Regions from separate parts of the Pan troglodytes genome. Here region 1 is linked to region 2. The links are chromatin contacts, called in public HiChIP or PLAC-seq maps. All regions are on one chromosome and are shown on one strand. The core of a region is the stretch at or near the end of the contact, and the rest is flanking DNA. Distances in the headings are between cores, read along the strand shown. Region 1 holds the start of C1QTNF5 (C1q and TNF related 5). Region 2 holds the start of H2AX (H2A.X variant histone).

What was found. HiChIP or PLAC-seq counts read pairs in DNA pulled down with a chosen protein or histone mark.
Region 1: an H3K4me3 HiChIP or PLAC-seq map of stem cell-derived excitatory neurons shows a contact between it and region 2, with 7 times the contacts expected there. The contact joins the promoter of C1QTNF5 here to the promoter of H2AX in region 2. A contact is called at or near these places in 2 of 7 Hi-C or Micro-C datasets (induced pluripotent stem cells and stem cell-derived neural progenitor cells), 1 of 1 datasets of contacts at active chromatin or transcription factors (stem cell-derived excitatory neurons) and 1 of 1 other capture datasets (stem cell-derived neural stem cells).

Annotation. Positions count from the first base shown.
Region 1 is chr9:121,286,599-121,289,503 of NHGRI_mPanTro3-v2.0_pri, reverse strand. C1QTNF5 (C1q and TNF related 5) reads left to right here and starts at 1,426. Exons shown (of 3, transcript NM_001428085.1): 1 at 1,426-1,617; 2 at 1,872-2,128; 3 at 2,464-2,905. The coding sequence starts at 1,915. MFRP (membrane frizzled-related protein) reads left to right here. Exons shown (of 13, transcript XM_009424324.5): 12 at 329-456; 13 at 541-765. The coding sequence ends at 765.
Region 2 is chr9:121,038,089-121,040,953 of NHGRI_mPanTro3-v2.0_pri, reverse strand. H2AX (H2A.X variant histone) reads left to right here and starts at 1,563. Exons shown (of 2, transcript XM_016922128.4): 1 at 1,563-2,765. The coding sequence starts at 1,858. The coding sequence ends at 2,289. DPAGT1 (dolichyl-phosphate N-acetylglucosaminephosphotransferase 1) reads left to right here. Exons shown (of 9, transcript XM_001165129.6): 8 at 1-115; 9 at 194-747. The coding sequence ends at 259.

The DNA of each region.
Region 1 (2,905 bases), core at 177-2,676, 250 kb before region 2:
ACCAAAGACGAAGGCATCCTCTTACACAGAGCAGGGGGTTTCTTCCAGATGCCCAAGCGGTCCCTGCAAATGCGGGTGCCCCATGTTCCCTGAGATTAAAGACATGCCTGCATGATGCCCAGGGCTGGCAAGCGATGCTGGAGCAGGCTCTCAGGGATGGCAGGGATCCTCAGAGTGTGTACAGCCTGTCTCTTTGTTATCCTCTTGCTTCCTCACAACCATCCCCATTGGACCCATGTACACACAGGACCGAGCGATTCGGTGACTTGCCACAGGCCACAGAGCCAGTGAGCAGTCCCCACAGTGGCCCTCCCCTCCACCCCTGCAGAGCTGGCCTGTGAGCCTGTCCAGGTGGAGATGTGCCTCGGTCTGAGCTACAACACCACGGCCTTCCCTAACATCTGGGTGGGCATGACCACCCAGGAGGAGGTGGCAGAGGTCCTCAGCGGTTACAAGGTCTTCTGGGTGGAGGGAAGGAGGGCGGGCCTGGGAGGGGAGGAGCCTGGGAGCAGGTGCCTGAAGGCCACTCTCCCTCCACAGAGCCTGACAAGCCTGCCCTGCTACCAGCATTTCCGGAGGCTCCTGTGTGGGCTGCTTGTGCCCCGTTGCACCCCACTAGGCAGTGTTCTGCCCCCTTGCCGCTCTGTCTGCCAGGAAGCGGAGCACCAGTGCCAGTCTGGCCTGGCACTACTGGGCACCCCCTGGCCCTTCAACTGCAACAGGCTGCCAGAGGCAGCTGACCTGGAAGCTTGTGCCCAGCCCTGACCCTGAAGCCGGCCCCTGCCCTCTTCCTGCCCGTCCTCTTTTGCCGGTCAGGGCTGGCACGCAGGGGAACAAAGGAAGGAGCACCAGCAGGGTCTCTACCCATCCTTCTCTGGGGCTCCCAGGGAGGGGGAAGAGAAGTCCTCAGCTGGGGCTCATGGGACCCTACCACCCTCCCTGCTCCTTCCTGTCCCTTTACCGGTCCCAGGCTGCTGACTGGCCCCACACTGTGCCACCGGACAATCGAGACCGCTTCCCATCCAGGCCTCTTCTCCTTTCCATCTGCTTTTTCAGCTTCTCCATCGCCTGCCTTCTGACCTTTTCCTTGATTCAACAAAAATGTACTGAGCATCTATTCACGAGGCAGGCCCTGTCCTAGGCCCTAGGGATCCAACTGGCTGTCTGCCTCTAGAACTCTCCACCCTCATCTCTCTGCGTATTTCTCCCTGAAATGGGGTCTGGTCCTTGGTCTCTGCCACTGCCCCGCCTCTCCTCTGGCCCTGGGAACAGGAGGTGCCCTGTGTGTCCGTCTCTCGAAGTTCTGCCTCTCTGTGCCCAGCTCAAGTCTCTCTCCCCCTCCTTTCTCCCCCTAAACTTTGGCCGGCCGCCGGGCGACACCACGAGTTATTTCCCAGCTATTTCCCGGTCCGGGAGCTCTTGGCCCCTGAACAACTGGTTTCCTCTTGGAGGCTGGGAGGAGGAAAGCGGAGCCGGCAGGGAGCGAACCAGGACTGGGGTGACGGCAGGGCAGGGGGCGCCTGGCCGGGGAGAAGCGCGGGGGCTGGAGCACCACCAACTGGAGGGTCCGGAGTAGCGAGCGCCCCGAAGGAGGCCATCGGGGAGCCGGGACGGGGGGTGAGTCTGGCGGAGGAGGGGAAAGGGGCTGGGGAGGGGACTGTGGGAAAGGCTGGCGCGGGCCGGCGGTGGGAGGGAGGGCTGGCCGCTCCCACCCTCTCTCGCCTGCCTGTGCTCTCCGGATGCTCGGCCCTGCGAGCGCTCAGCCTCAGGGGCACGGCAGTGGGGTGGGGACCGACTGGGCCGCGCCGGGGTGGGGAGAGAGGCAGGTCCCAGGATTCTGGGTCCCGACTCCAGTCCTGCCTGGTCCACAGACTGCGAGAGGACCCCGGCGTCCGGGCTCCCGGTGCCAGCGCTATGAGGCCGCTCCTCGTCCTGCTGCTCCTGGGCCTGGCGGCCGGCTCGCCCCCACTGGACGACAACAAGATCCCCAGCCTGTGCCCGGGGCACCCCGGCCTTCCAGGCACGCCGGGCCACCATGGCAGCCAGGGCTTGCCGGGCCGCGATGGCCGCGACGGCCGCGACGGCGCGCCCGGGGCTCCGGGAGAGAAAGGCGAGGGCGGGAGGCCGGGTAAGAAGGCACCGCCGCGGCTATCGGTGGCGATGTCCGAGCAGGCGCGGTCGCAGCTCCAGCTCCCGGTGTCCGGGACTCGGGTCTCCCGCCAGGGGGCGCCACTCCCCGCGCTTTGCAGTCCTGAGCGGGGGAGGGGCCCAGGCGGCGGGAGCCCCCTTGGCCAGCCCCCCAGATCTGCCCTGCGGGAAGGGGTGGAGGAGGTACCCGTGCGGGAGGAGGCGCTGGCCGAAGCTCAGGCAGGGGCGGGGAGGGGTACGGTGACCTTAGAGTCGCCGCCCCGCTGCGGGCTGAGCCGCCGCTACTCTCATCCTGCCGCCCCCCTTACCCCGCAGGACTGCCGGGACCTCGAGGGGACCCCGGGCCGCGAGGAGAGGCGGGACCCGCGGGGCCCACCGGGCCTGCCGGGGAGTGCTCGGTGCCTCCGCGATCCGCCTTCAGCGCCAAGCGCTCCGAGAGCCGGGTGCCTCCGCCGTCTGACGCACCCTTGCCCTTCGACCGCGTGCTGGTGAACGAGCAGGGACATTACGACGCCGTCACCGGCAAGTTCACCTGCCAGGTGCCTGGGGTCTACTACTTCGCCGTCCATGCCACCGTCTACCGGGCCAGCCTGCAGTTTGATCTGGTGAAGAATGGCGAATCCATTGCCTCTTTCTTCCAGTTTTTCGGGGGGTGGCCCAAGCCAGCCTCGCTCTCGGGGGGGGCCATGGTGAGGCTGGAGCCTGAGGACCAAGTGTGGGTGCAGGTGGGTGTGGGTGACTACATTGGCATCTATGC
Region 2 (2,865 bases), core at 314-2,813:
GACTGAAGATGGTGAATTCACTGAATGTAACAACATGACCCTCATCAACTTGCTACTTAAAATCCTTGGGCCCATACATGAGAGAAACCTCACATTGCTCCTGCTGCTGCTGCAGGTGAGGATGGGAATCGAGTTTATACCTCCGTGTCTCCCTTTCTGCGTGATTCTTACTCCAGTCCATTTCTCCTTGCAGATCCTGGGCAGTGCCATCACCTTCTCCATTCGATATCAGCTCGTTCGACTCTTCTATGATGTCTGAGTCCCTTGATCATTGTCCTTTACCTCACAGTCTCTAGGATTCCTGACTCAGGCTGACCTCTCTCTCTGGTCCCAGACTGCCTCCTTGCCCAGGCCTCTCTCACTCTTCATACTCCTCCAGATTTTGTTCTCAGCATTTTCCTTTCTCTGTGATCATTGGCATCCTGGGCGTTTCTTGCCCTCTACTGACTACTGATTGGATTTTACCTATGGCTTTCTGCGACTTGCTACTCTCTCCCTCTCCATCCCATCTTTGCAGCCTCATAGGGTGGGATACAGCAGCTTTTTTTGCAGTTATCCACACTCACATTTCAGAGTCCTGACTCTCAAGGAACCACTGGTTTTTGGGATAGAACTTGGGCCAGGGCTAGGAACACAGGCTCCACGGTGACATGTCATTTGATTGTAAATTAAGTGTTCTGATTAGTAAGAACTAAGCAGGGGGCCACATGCTCTCAATGGAGACAATAAAGTGTTGTCTTTTTCTTATTGTTTAGGTATATTTCCTATATGGGCATTTTTGGGTAGATTGGGAGGGGTGGTGGGGGTACTTCTTCCAACAGGATGCCTATCTCTCTGCCCCATCAGACCCCGTCTAACAAGAAGTGAACAGAACTGAGACCAAACAGAACATATTGAATAAATATTTAAATCCTGATACTTCAGGTGGCATGGAGGGCCACAAAATTGAAGTTATCCTGTTTCCTGGCATGGGATCAAACTTTCAAAGAGTCACCGGGTGCAGTGGCTCATGCCTGTAATCCCAGCACTTTAGGAGGCTGAGGCAGGAGGATTGCCTGAGCCCAGGAATTCAAGACAGCCTGGGCAACAAAATGAGACTCCGTCTCTACAAAAATAAAATAATTAGCCAAGTGTGGTGGAGCACTTGTAGTACCAGCTACGAGGGAGGTTTAGCAGGGAGGATTCCTTGAGCCCAGGAGTTCGAGGCTGCAGTGAGCTGAGATCACACTACTGCACTCCAGCCTGGGTGACAGAGCCAGTGACACCCGGTCTATTAAAAAAAGAAAGAAAAAAAAAAAGAAAACTTTTAAGGGGTCTAATTTCTTCCCTTTTCCATTCTCCCTTTGTCAGGTAGGAGAAGGGAGTAGGGAGTGACTGGACCTGGAAAGGAGGGCTGCAGTAGCTATAATATTGACCCCTTTCCTTTAAAAATCCTACGCCAGCACAGATTTCCCAGACGCTCTCTAGGTGGCCTCAGACTCCACCCCTTTGGTCTTCCGGTTCTGGTTTCCGATTGTAGTGTTTAAATCTCGCGCGCTTTACAAGGATTGGCTACATCAGGGGATAGTTGGCAGTCTGCGTGCTACCCCTCCTCCTCGCCTTTTCTCCCCGGGCAAAAGGTTTTCAAATTCGACCAATCAGCGGGCGCGCTCCTTCAGCCGAGCCGCGACACCCAAGGGTTAACCGCAACCAACCGGAGGCGGGGATTGGAGAAAAGAGCCAATCAGGAGGGCGCAGAGGTGTGTCCTGGGGGCTTATAAAGGCGGCCTCGCGGCGCGCGCGCGACAGCAGTTACACTGCGGCGGGCGTCTGTTCTAGCGTTTGAGCCGTCGTGCTTCACCGGTCTACCTCGCTAGCATGTCGGGCCGCGGCAAGACTGGCGGCAAGGCCCGCGCCAAGGCCAAGTCGCGCTCGTCGCGCGCCGGCCTCCAGTTCCCAGTGGGCCGCGTACACCGGCTGCTGCGGAAGGGCCACTACGCCGAGCGCGTTGGCGCCGGCGCGCCAGTGTACCTGGCGGCAGTGCTGGAGTACCTCACCGCTGAGATCCTGGAGCTGGCGGGCAATGCGGCCCGCGACAACAAGAAGACGCGAATCATCCCCCGCCACCTGCAGCTGGCCATCCGCAACGACGAGGAGCTCAACAAGCTGCTGGGCGGCGTGACGATCGCCCAGGGAGGCGTCCTGCCCAACATCCAGGCCGTGCTGCTGCCCAAGAAGACCAGCGCCACCGTGGGGCCGAAGGCGCCCTCGGGCGGCAAGAAGGCCACCCAGGCCTCCCAGGAGTACTAAGAGGGCCCGCGCCGCGGCCGGCCGCCAGGCCTCCCCATGCCACCACAAAGGCCCTTTTAAGGGCCACCACCGCCCTCATGGAAAGAGCTGAGCCACTTCAGACTGCGGGGCAAGCGGGCCGCGGCTCCCGGCTCCCTTCCCCTCCCCTCGCCCGCCTTCGCCGCCCGGCCTCGAGTCCCCGCCCGCCCCCGCTCCTGTCCCGCACCGCCTGCCGCGTCGGCCTCGGGCCCTGCCCTGTCCGCCGTCCGCCCTCCGGTAGGGTTCGGGCCTTCCGGATGCGGCTTGGGCGCTCTTCGGGGACCTCCGTGGCGCGGAAGACCCGAGCCTGCCCGCCTCGGCGTTCGTGACTCAGCCGCCCCATCCCGAGTCGCCGAGGGGCTGCGGGGAGGCCGCAGCACCTTCTGGAAGACTTGGCCTTCCGCTCTGACGCAGGGCCGAGGTGGGCAGTGCAGGCCGAGAGGCCGGCGGCCCTGAAGGTGAGTGAGGCCCTCGGCAGCTGCAGCCGGGGTGTCTGGTACTCCCCCGGCCTGGTGCTCAGCCCGGGACTTGCAGACGCGGCCGCTGGCCTGGAGGCTT